2 separate regions of the Mus musculus genome follow, and region 2 is linked to region 1. Evidence: chromatin contacts called from public HiChIP or PLAC-seq data. All regions are on one chromosome and are shown on one strand. The core of a region is the stretch at or near the end of the contact, and the rest is flanking DNA. Distances in the headings are between cores, read along the strand shown.

The links. HiChIP or PLAC-seq counts read pairs in DNA pulled down with a chosen protein or histone mark.
Region 2: a contact with region 1 is called in an H3K4me3 HiChIP or PLAC-seq map of embryonic stem cells, with 20 read pairs. The contact joins the promoter of Cnpy3 here to the promoter of Ptk7 in region 1. A contact is called at or near these places in 1 of 39 promoter capture datasets (hippocampal neurons), 1 of 484 Hi-C or Micro-C datasets (embryonic stem cells), 8 of 115 datasets of contacts at active chromatin or transcription factors (the 230-238 cell line, the HPC-7 cell line, the SCID.adh cell line and 2 more) and 3 of 9 other capture datasets (adipose tissue, liver and pancreatic islet).

Annotation. Positions count from the first base shown.
Region 1 is chr17:46,626,475-46,632,078 of GRCm38.p6, reverse strand. Ptk7 (PTK7 protein tyrosine kinase 7) reads left to right here and starts at 2,575. Exons shown (of 20, transcript NM_175168.4): 1 at 2,575-2,811. The coding sequence starts at 2,757. It overlaps Klc4 (kinesin light chain 4), which reads left to right. Exons shown (of 16, transcript NM_001357130.1): 14 at 1-46; 15 at 188-251; 16 at 1,006-1,450. The coding sequence ends at 1,056.
Region 2 is chr17:46,749,084-46,754,687 of GRCm38.p6, reverse strand. Cnpy3 (canopy FGF signaling regulator 3) reads left to right here and starts at 2,474. Exons shown (of 6, transcript NM_028065.4): 1 at 2,474-2,715. The coding sequence starts at 2,565.

The DNA.
Region 1 (5,604 bases), core at 1,326-3,825:
AGCTACTGGTGAGGAAGCTCCAGGGGACGGAGCCGCGACCTTCCAGGTACATGACAAGTGACAAGGGGTAACTATGACAAAGCAGGTCAGCAGGCCTGGCCTGCAGCACCTCCTGGTGCCGGAGAAATGTCCTAGAGTGTCCTACACAGAGGAGCAATGGGGGCCTCACTTCTCTTTTTCTTTGCAGCAGCAGCATGAAGCGGGCGGCCTCGCTGAACTACTTAAACCAACCCAATGCAGCCCCCCTCCAGGTGAGCGTGCTGAGGGACACCCTAGGGCCGAGGGAGGAAGGGCTCCCCAAGGCAGTCCCAGGGGCAACTGGGAAGGTGGAAGACTCACCATAGTGAAGGTGGCCTGGGAGACTGGAGCTCTTCAGGAGTCAGACTGACAGCATGGCATCGGAGGTGCTGGGCATCGAGAGACAGGGGCAGTGGGGGACACATGTCTAATCTCAGAGCTGGGGAAGCAGAGGCAAGTGGGACTCTGCATTTAAAGCCAGCCTGGTCTACAGAGTTCCAGCACGGACAGGGTGACACAGAAACCTGGTTTGAAAGAGAAGAGAAAGACAGACAGACAGATAGACAGACAGAGACAGAGAGAGAGAGAGTTTCTGGCTAAAGGATTCAGTCAGAATTATTCAGGAGAGTACCAGCCACTGGTGCTCTCTAAGCTGGTAATAATTCAGAGTGACTTAGAGCTGCTGGCCGTGTCTTACTCCTTCCCTTGAGGTCTCAGTGAGGAAGTAGGAACACCAGCAGCATGAAGTCTCCCTTAGAGAAAGCAGGCAACACTGCCAGCCAGTTCAACACAGTGAGCTCTTGGGTCAGCTCATTCACTGTGCAAGCCAGCATTCTTGCCCAGGTTTCGTCCCGTAGCTCCTCCAGTAGACCGTGCCTAAGCAAAGTCCTAGAGCTTAGGTTGAGGTTAGAAATTCCATCTTTAGTCTCTGCAGAGCAGGCAGACTCCAGGAGTTTGCAGTGATGTGTGGTTGCTGGTCTCTTTCAGGTCTCCCGGGGCCTCAGCGCCAGCACTGTGGACCTTTCTTCAAGTAGCTGACATTCAACTCCCTCTTTTAGTCTGCTGGGTCCCCACAGCCCTTACAGCATTCCCCATGGCTCCTGTCTCTTCCCCAACTCAATAGGATGGTGAAGAGGGAGCGGTGTATGTGGTAGATTGCTGCTTCTAGGGTCTAGGCTCCTTCCCTGGGAACCCCCCTTCGGAAGGGCCCTCAGGATAACATGATCTCTACTTTGGAGTCCTCTAGAGTAGCTGACTGAGGCTCCCAAGGTGGGAGAAAGTGGGTCTGCACCTCAGGGATGCGCCTGATGCTGGCTCTTCTGTCAGTTTGGGGCTGGCCAACTGGGCTGCCTTGCCCTGGTCTCTTTTACCCTCTGCTGCCTCACTACAGGTCCACATATTTCACTGTTTCTTTAATAAATGAACCAGGTAACATTTTGTGTTCGGAGTCTTCATTGAAGACGTTGTTCAGGACCCTTCCTAGAAGGATGAGGGCAGTGGTAGTGTGCAGGACTGTTGAATTCTTGGCTCAATGGTTCCCTCCGTGTTTGTACCCTCTTTAGCAGGGCCTGGAGGAAGACTTCTGGGGGATGGGGAATGAGGCACACAAGAAGAAGGTGCTGTGGACGGGGTTGTCAGGGACATGTGGTGGCCATGTGGCAGGACCCTGGAGTCCTGGCGCCACTTCTCCTGCCTGTGAGGCCCTCTGTGGCTTCCTTCCCCCCTCCCAGCTGCTTGGGGGAAGGGAGGTCTAAGCAGGCCTGGGGGGCCCTCCAGAGCCAGAAGGGGGACAAGGCGCTATCCATCCTCTCTTGCATATCCTGGAGGCCTGTCAGCAGCTGGGGCCCATCTTCTAAAGCTTGACTTCTTCTGACCCGCCTCCCACACCCCTTGCTGCTTTCACAACAAAGAAAGAATGTGGGGGTGGTGGCGCTGGGGGTGGAGGGTGCCTGGAACAAGGGCTGCGTTGGGCCTCCCCACAGCTGGAGATTTGGCCATGCCCTGACACAGCCCAGACTGCTTGGAGATGGACTTGGGATGTATGTCTGTTTAATAGCTCTCGCTGGGGGTTGGAGCCCAGGGTTTCTACCTTGGGTTCAGATTTGTCCAGTGTCACGCACGCCCCTCCCCCTCCCTGGCTACATCTGTTCCACCGGGCACCACAGCTGTGCCCTCCTTGTCTTCTGAGACATCCTGGCTATGTCCTCCTTGCCTTCTTCTGAGACACCCTGCTGGTCTGTCTCATGCAGCACTTTGGGTTGCTTAACTCCAGCAACTTGGAGAATTCTGGGCAAACTATTGCTCCAGATCTCCAGGTAGGTTCAGAGGGCCTAACGGAGTTCTGAGAGTCACTTTGGTTCTCTTGCGTCCCAGTGGATAGATTAGGCGGTGGGAACAACACCCAGGTCTCCGGCACTCCCCTAAGACGGCCACTGCTGCTCCCCCCCCCCCCCATCATTCCCCAGATCCTTCTTTCTATTGCCAGCTCCTCCCCTCGACGGCGGGGAAGGGGGCGTCAGGGGGCGGGGCGCCGTGCAGGCGGAGAGGAGGGGGCGTCGGGGGCGTGGCTTGGCTGCGGCGGCGGCGCGCTCGAGGGCTTGGATGTACGGGGCGCGCGCGGCTCCAGCTCCGGACGCCTCGGGCTCGGGCTGTAGCTGCTGCGGCGGCCCCCGCGCTCCGGTCCGCGCGCCCGCTCGCCGTGTGCCTTGAACCTCGCTGCTCGTCTGCAGCCCGCCAGGATGGGAGCCCGCCCGCTGACTCTGCTCAGAGCCCTGCTTCTGCCGCTGCTGGCCGGTGAGTCCCCCGAGAACCGGGAGGATCCGAGCTGTGCTTTGAGAAGCGCGGGAGTCCCGGGGGCTGGAAGGGCCCTGGAGAGGTGGGCTGGGCAGTTGGGGAGGTGGAGAGGCTCGCTAGGGGCTCGAGGATCCTGGGTTGGCGACGCCCCCTACGCGGTGGCGACACGGTGCACTGGGGCGCGGGGACGCGTTTGCTGTGAGTTCTCTCCGCCCGATCCGAGAGTTTGCTCGAGCGTTGCCCGGAGTCGCTGGCTCCCAAGCTCTGCTAAGATCTCCCTTTTGGAGAAGCAGTGCCCTCCCATCCCGTGAAAAGGTGCGGACGCGGACACCCAGGAATGCCCCGGGCCTTGGAGCCCAGATGAGGGGGATAGGCCTGGCTCCCGATCCCGTCCGAGCTGACATGGGGCGCGCCTGGCGCGGAGCTTTGTTACCTATGCCGGCCCGACGCGCCCGGGTCCCTCCCTGCAAGTTCCGGGGCAAAGCTGGAACCCCAGATGGCCCTGCGGGTGAGGGCAGGTTAGACTGAGAAGTGCCTAATCTTCTCCTCCAACTAGGCCTTGAGCCTACTCGGTGCCAGGGTCGTATCCCTGGAGCGGAGGGTCCCAGGCTGTAGTGGTGACTAATGAGTGAAGGCCGCTGCCAAAATCGGGCATGGCCGGCTTGCCAAGGTGCGGACGGGCTTTGCTTTGCTGTTTCCTGGATTTCCATCCTGTCCGTGTGTCCGTGTTCTCGGAGGAAAGGATTGTCTCTCTTCCTAAGGGCAGAAAGGCAAAGAGAGAGATAGAACGAGAGAGAGAGAGAGAGAGAGAGAGAGAGAGAGAGAGAGAGAGAGAGAGAGCGCCCAACTCTGGCTTTTCGTGAAGGGTCTCTCTACTTTGGTGAGGGTGTGGCCCCCCCGCCCCCCCCCCCCATCTCCAGGGCAAACAAGGGGCACCCTGTCCCGCAGACTTTTATTTCCTGGCTGATCACACCTGAGAGTCGGTCACAACTAAGGTGTTGTAAGTGACTTAACCGGAAATCGCCAAGCCACCCATATACCCAGTCTGCTGGTCCAAATGACTCCCTCCTTACCTTCCAAGACAAAACTACCAGTGGTGGTCTGCGGAAACAGCCCTCCTTGGGGAGACAGTCTGCGGGGGTGGGGGTGGGGGTGTCTTAGTCCTTAACCTAAAAAGAACTTACTTAGCCTTCTCTTTAATGAGTTCTAGCCGGGAGGGCAGGGGCAGGGAATTGTATACTGTCATCTTCCTGACCAGCTGTTGAGGGTTTAGGGACCAGAGAATGAAAGTCTTTCCCACCCCCAGTTATAAAGAGGTAGGCATAGCCTAAAAACCAACCCTGGGGTCTCTTAAGCTGGTGTTCCTAAGTTGTCCTGTGTTCCTTATGTGTGGGGTAGTCATTGCTCATGGCAAAGTCCTGCATCTGCTCCCAGAGGAAGTATGTAAGGTTTTGTTGTTGTTGTTGTTGTTGTTTTGTTTTTTAACACAGCCAGGATGAAGGCCCAACCATATGGGCAGGCAGCCCCAGCTCACAGGCCTCCTCGGCTGGCTGCTGGGTTTTGGTGTGTGTGGCTCTGCTAGATGTAGCTGTATTTGCTGCTGCGGTTTAGCTTTCTGAAGTCAAAGGCAAGTTCTGGTGGAGATGGCCCTTGCTCAACCACGCTACATTGCCAATTTCTTCTCTGAGGACTCTTGATGTTCGAGATGTGAACTCTAGTGGTGGGTGTTCTGGGAGGGTGTGTGTGTGGGGGGGGTTGGATAGGAGGGGTTTGGGGGGTATCTCCACAAAGAAACATTTTAATGAGAGCCTTAAATCAGTTCCACCAAATGTGCCTTCGTGTGAAACCTATCCGTGTGCTGTAAACGATTTCAGCGGAGGCGCCTGCTCTGCTGGTGAGATCCAGGGACTCTACCTACCCCAGATGCATGTCTTCAGGGGACAAGGAGGTTTTAATAGATCGAAGCACATTTCCCCATCGTGTTGTTTAACTGTGTCATTAACTGAAGCTGTAGGGAGACCTCACTGTTAAGGAGGCTGGGGCTAGGGACCTAGCCTGCCCAGGTTTGTAGACTCGGCCATTTTTGAAGTTTGGGTAATTATGCTGTAAATACCCAAGTTATGGTCCAAACCTTGAGATCCCTGGTGTGATAAATACGGTGGGGGAGGAAGAGAAGGCTTAAAGTTGAGAACCCAGACACCCCCACCCCCACCCCCTTTTAGACAGGGTCTTATTACATGCTCCAGGCTGGCCCTAGGCTTATGGTGCAGCCCTCCTTGGCCTAGAACTCATGATTCTCCTACCTCAGCCTCCAGAGAGCTGGGATTAGAGGATAGTAGGACCACACCTGGCCAAAACCTGGGATTTTTGTTCTTGTCGTTAGATTATTTTTTACATTTATTGGTGTGTGTGCTGAAGTTCGAGTGTGCGAGTGCCTACGTGTGCCACAGTGCACTTGTGGCGGTCAGAAGGCGACTGACTGATCAACTGAGAGAGATCCAGTCTCTGCTTTCATTGTGGTGGTCCCAGGGATGTTAACCGGTTGTCATGCGTGGTGGCAGGTGCCTTTACCTGCTGAGCCATCTTAGAACCGGCTCTCTGGTCATGTGTGTTTTCTGCCCGCTCCCGTTTCCCACCCTTTTTCCTTGGGTCTCCAGGCTTTTGCATCTCTGTGGAGGCTGAATCCTCACTTTCTGAACACTGTAGTGAGGGTTGGGTTCCTCTACACCCTGAAGCCTGTAATTCAGGCCTGGTACACAGGGGCGAGGGCACCTTCACAGAGGGTGTGGTCAG
Region 2 (5,604 bases), core at 1,225-3,724, 120 kb before region 1:
GTTGTGAGCCACTTAATGTGGGTGTTGGGTACCCAATAACTCTGTAAGAGATGAACCTCTGATCTGCAAGCCATCTCCAGTAAAGTGTTTTCCTTTATAAGAGTTGCCTTGGTCACGGTGTCTGTTCACAGCAGCAAAACCCTAATGAAGACAGCAAACCTCTGTAGCTCCTGGCTCCTTGCTGATGTTGCCGATTCCTTGTATCAGTCTTCCTTTCTTCCTCCTTTCTCTCCTTCCTTCTTCCTCTCCCTTCTCCATCCTTCTTCCCTCTCCTACCCTTTGTCCTCTTCTGCATTTTCTTCTACTTCTGCTTCTTCAAGACTGAATCTTGCTACATCGGTCTGGCTGGCCTCAAACTCACAGAGAGCTTCTTGCCTCTGCCTCCTGAGTGCTGAATATCCATATACGTAGTAGAGAGGCAGGGTCTCTTCATTTGAACTTTGAATTCTTAACTAAATCTAGAGCGTCTGTGCCTTGGTCATGGTGTCTGTTCACAGCAGCAAAACCCAGCCCCCCCCCCCCTGCTCCCCTATGGCCTGGCCACTCTCCTGCCTCAAAAGGCTGAGAATGGGTGTGTGGGTGTTATGGCCCTTAGAGGAGTTTGAGGGATGGGGCTTACTGACACAACTGCTTTAAACTAGACACCACTGACTACAAAGGACAGGCTGGGCATGGAAGTCTTCGTAAGGGCAGCAAATCCACCCAGACCTGGAAAGAAACTCAATGGAAACGGAGCTTTCTGGACAACGCTGCAGTTGCTAACAGCTTCCCAGAGTTGAGCTCAAGGCAGTTTAAAGGAAACCTGAGGAGTCAGAGAGTCCCCCTAGGACCAAGGCTGGCCTTGAACTCTTCATCCTTCTGCTTCTCCCAAAAGCTATGGTCTTTCTTTCTGCCTTCACCTTCTCTGGTGTGATGGAGCCGCACCATCCCACCTGACTGATATTGCCCACTTTTTATCTCCTGCCAGATTGAGTCCAGAACCTCATGCACACGAGGCAGCCCCTCTGTAGCTAAGGAAGGTCTGTGTTCAGCCAGGGAGCCCTCAGCAAGGATCTCTTAGCTCAAGTCCCCTGATGCTGCAGAGGCAGGAGAGAAGTGTAAATGTCCAATGCCAGGTTCCTGCCTTTTAGGAGCTCAGAATCCAAACAAATAACAAAAGAGATTGGAATACCATACAAAAAATGCTGGGATGTTTATCCATCTGTCCCACATACTTCAAGGTGGTTTTGTTTTGTTTTGTAGATATGGCCTCAAGTAGCTCAGGCTATATCTCCCTCCCCCTCACTATATAGCCAATGACAGGTTTATGCCAGCCTGGAGATGGATCACCAGGGATTTGCACATGGTAGTCAAGTGCTAGGCAAAGATCTCCCAGTGAGCAACATCCCTAAAACTAGGGATTTCTTTTTTAATTCCATTAATTCATGAATTATTGATTTGAGCTTCCCAACAGGCAAACCTCGAGATGTAGGAGGATCACTCTTTGTTTGTTTTTCGAGACAGAGTTTCTCTGTGCAGCCCTGGCTGTCCTGGAACTCACTTTGTAGACCAGGCTGGCCTCGAACTCAGAAATCTGCCTGCCTCTGCCTCCCGAGTGCTGGGATTAAAGTCGTGTGACCATGCCCGGCTAAGAGGATCACTCTTATCTGTTTATTAATCTAGTTTTCATAAGGAGAAACGCAATTACTGGATATCTGGGCTGTTGTGAGGCCCTAAGTATCTATTCGAGTGAGTGGCTGCAATAATAAGCCTTAAAAGCCGGTGTCTAGTGAGTGCTTGCAACTTTATAAAGAAAGCCATGGTTAGGGTTGATGAGTTAGGTTAGTGACTAAAGAGGGCCACCATTAAGCCTTAAGGATCCAAGTTTGAGGTCCAGAACCAACATGGTGGAAGGAGGCAACTGATTCCAGTCGTCTTCCAACCCAAAATAAATATATAAAGACTTTTTTATTAACACCTTAATGGGGGTGGGGGTGCGGGGAGAGGACCACGAGGCCCGGTGTGGAGGTGCACTTAGAGGCAGCTGGATTTCTGAATTCGAGGCCGGCCTGGTCCACGCAGTAAATTCCAGGACAGCCAAGGATACAAAGAAACCCTGTCTCGAAGAACAAAAGACAGAAAACAAGAAACAAAACCATGAAAGATAGTCCGTTATCCAGGGCTAGAATGCCCAAGGCTGGTTCATCCAAGGTATGATGAAGGTTCACCCGCTAGGAACTGATGCTCCAGCTACTGAGCCTCCTTTAGCTGGCAGTGATATCGCTATAGGGCGCCAAAGCCACCATCCGCTCTCTGATTGGCTGAGATGGGAAAAAAAAAAGATAGTTCCTCTCATTGGCTATAAAGCAGACGCCGAGCGAACCCATTGGTTGCGTCGCCCGCGGGCCTTGGTCGGTTTCGCAAGCCGCTAGAGGCTACCGGGCGTGGGGCGGGCCGGAGCTCGCCGTTGCCGTGGTTACCCAGAGGCACGTGCGCAGTCCCGGAAGCGGCCGGGGGAAGCTGCTCCGCGCGCGCTGCCGGAGGAAGCGCCGCCGGGTCCGCTCTGCTCTGGGTCCGGCTGGGCCATGGAGTCCATGTCTGAGCTCGCGCCCCGCTGCCTCTTATTTCCTTTGCTGCTGCTGCTTCCGCTGCTGCTCCTTCCTGCCCCGAAGCTAGGCCCGAGTCCCGCCGGGGCTGAGGAGACCGACTGGGTGCGATTGCCCAGCAAATGCGAAGGTGAGGGGGCGGGGCCGCGGGGCGTAGCCAAGCCCGAGGGGCGGGAGGGGGCGGGGCCTGTGGGAAGGGTCTGGGCCTGGCAGGACCTGGGCTGGGGTCTCCTTGGCCCTGCTGTGTGCTTTGCGGCAATGCTGGGTGCTGTGACTCTCGGATAACCTGGAGATCCCTGCTTTTGGGCGAATCCGGGGGTAGTTGCTCATCAAGACTAGAGGTGGGGGTGGAGGGAAGGCTTCATACAGGAAGCCTGCTGCGAAATGAAGAGTTGGCCAGGGAAAGCATGGCGTGCAGAGGAACTCACTCCGCAGAAACCACAGAAACAGAGGCAGATGAGGAGGCCCTGCCGGCCTAGAAGCCAGAGGGCGAATTTGAGGAACTGAAAAGGTCCATATGACGTAGAAAAGGGAACCTGAAAATTTTCCCGTGGTGCTTTCACTACAACCTAATTTGTGTATGGTTTTGGCTTCTTGAGAACAGGTACTGAGTTGCAAATATTTATTGGCAGACCAAAAAAAAAAAGGGGGGGGGCTTTACATAGGATTATATGGAGGGGCGGTGAGTGTATGTGGAGAGAAGAGACTCACACTCAAAGGATCAAGAGGTCACTTTTTTGAAAGCATCGAGCGCAGAGGAGACTGAAGTGAAGGAGGTAGATTTTAAAAATCGAAGGACAAGGAACTGAGACCTCTCTTTTGCCCTGCTCATCATTGCTCAGTTTCCTCTCAGACCTTTGCAGCCATCGACCTTCTTTCTAAGTCCTCGAAGGCCCCCCTCCCCCGAGTATTCTGGATATCCATTTTATGCACCAAGCAGATGTACACAGGCCAGATGTTCCCTAAGCACTGGATGCTGGGCTGGTGGTTTGGGACACATTAATCCTCCCATTTGAGCTGTTAAATGTGTGGCGAATGGGGGCAGGGGACTCGGCTCAGTGGGTAGAGTGATTGCCAGAGGATCTGAGTTCAGATCCCCAAGACAGATATAAAAAGCCAGACGCTGCAATGTTTGTGCACCCCTGATCCCCGCACCTCCGCACCTAAAGAGATGCACAGGAGACCAGCCAGTCCAACCAAATGATCACGCTCCAGGTTCAAGTGAGAAACCTTGTCTGAAAAACAAAAGATGAAGAACAGTATCAGAAAGGAACTCTGGCCTCCATGTGCATATCCACATATCCACACACGTGTGTGCACACACACACTGTAACTACATAGGACTTTTTGTTTTTAAGTGAGACTCCCTAGAGTTAATGTGAGTTCACTGGAAGATACCTGTTAAAAGGTCTCACCTGTTCTAGGATGGTCCCTTACCTCCCCACCAGTCCTGGGCTTTTGTTTTCTTTGTTTTGTTTCTTTTCTTTTCTTTTACTCTTTCAAGACAAGGTTTCTCTGTGTAGCCCTGGCAATCCTGGAACTTGCATTGCAGACCAGGCTGGCCTCAATCTCAGAAATCTGCCTGCCTCTGCTTTCCAAGTGCTGGGATTAAAGGCGTGCGCCACCACTGCCCGGCTTCTTTTAAAGTTTTGTAAGGTTTTTATTTATGTATTTTTGTATACGAGTGCTCTATTTGCATAAGTGCCTCATGATGGAAGAGGGCATCAGACAGATGAGAGCATCAGATCTCATTACAGGTGGTTGTGAGCCACCAAGTGGGTGTTGGGAATTGAACTCGGGACCTCTGGAAGAACAGCCAGGACTCTCAAAGCTGAGCCATTGCCCCAGCCCCCATCTTTCTCCTTTTCTTTTTTCTTTTGGTTTTTCGAGACAGGGTTTCTCTGTGTAGCCCTGGCTCTCCTGGAACTCACTTTGTAGACCAGGCTGGCCTCGAACTCAGAAATCCGCCTGCCTCTGCCTCCTGAGTGCTGGGATTAAAGGCATGTGCCACCACGCCTGTCTCTTTCTCCTTTTCTTAATCACAGCCCAGGAAGCTCCTTTCTTTTCCTTAGGAGACATCCATAGATGCAGAGTCATAGAGCTGGCAAGGCTCTTATAGCCCATTGAGGCCTAAACTCATTTTGTAATCAGTAGAGATTATTTTCAGTCACGGAGTGATTTGGCAAACTTTGACTCTTAGGCACCTCTTAATACTTTATTTATTTATGTTTATTAGTATTGCATCTTTATTATTAATTGCTGATTATTTCTGGCTCACAGAGCCTGCCTTCAGGCTTAGTAGTCTTAAGTGGAACAGGCCTCAGCACAGAGAATGGAGAACCTGCCCAGAGAAAGTGGGTGGTAGTCCATGGGGGTCTGGGGTCTATGCCATGAGTCTCCCACAAGTCTGCTTTATGTCTAAACTGGATCTTATAGGGATAATGGTTCCCTGAGAGGCCCAGGGAAGGCAGGACTTTCTTGAGGATATTTAATGCAGTGTCGGGAGACAGGGTCAGAGAAGCCTCTAGAGGGTTTTCCCAGAGCCAGGGGCACATCACGCCCTGAGAGTGGTAGCCTCCTTTTTAGTTGCTGTCACGCCTTTCTCTTTCACTCTGAGCATCAGGACAGGTGGAGCTTAGTCACCATCCTCCTGTCCCCAGTGCTCAGCACAGGCCTCGTCTCAGTGACTGCTTGAGGAGGGGAGGGAGAAGTAAGAGGACGCTTGCACACAAACAGTGAGCCTCTCTGGAGCACATTAACTTGGCAGCCAGAGAGAATTGGTAGGAAACACATGAAGTCAAGAAATAAGACAGCCAGCTGGGCATGGTGGCGCACGCCTTTAATCCCAGCACTTGGGAGGCAGAGGCAGGCGGATTTCTGAGTTCGAGGCCAACCTAGTCTACAAAGTGAGTTCCAGATCAGCCAGAGCTATACAGAAAAACCCTGTCTCAAAAAAACAAAAAGCGGGGCTGGTGAGATGGCTCAGCAGTTAAGAGCGCTGACTGCTCTTCCAAGGTCC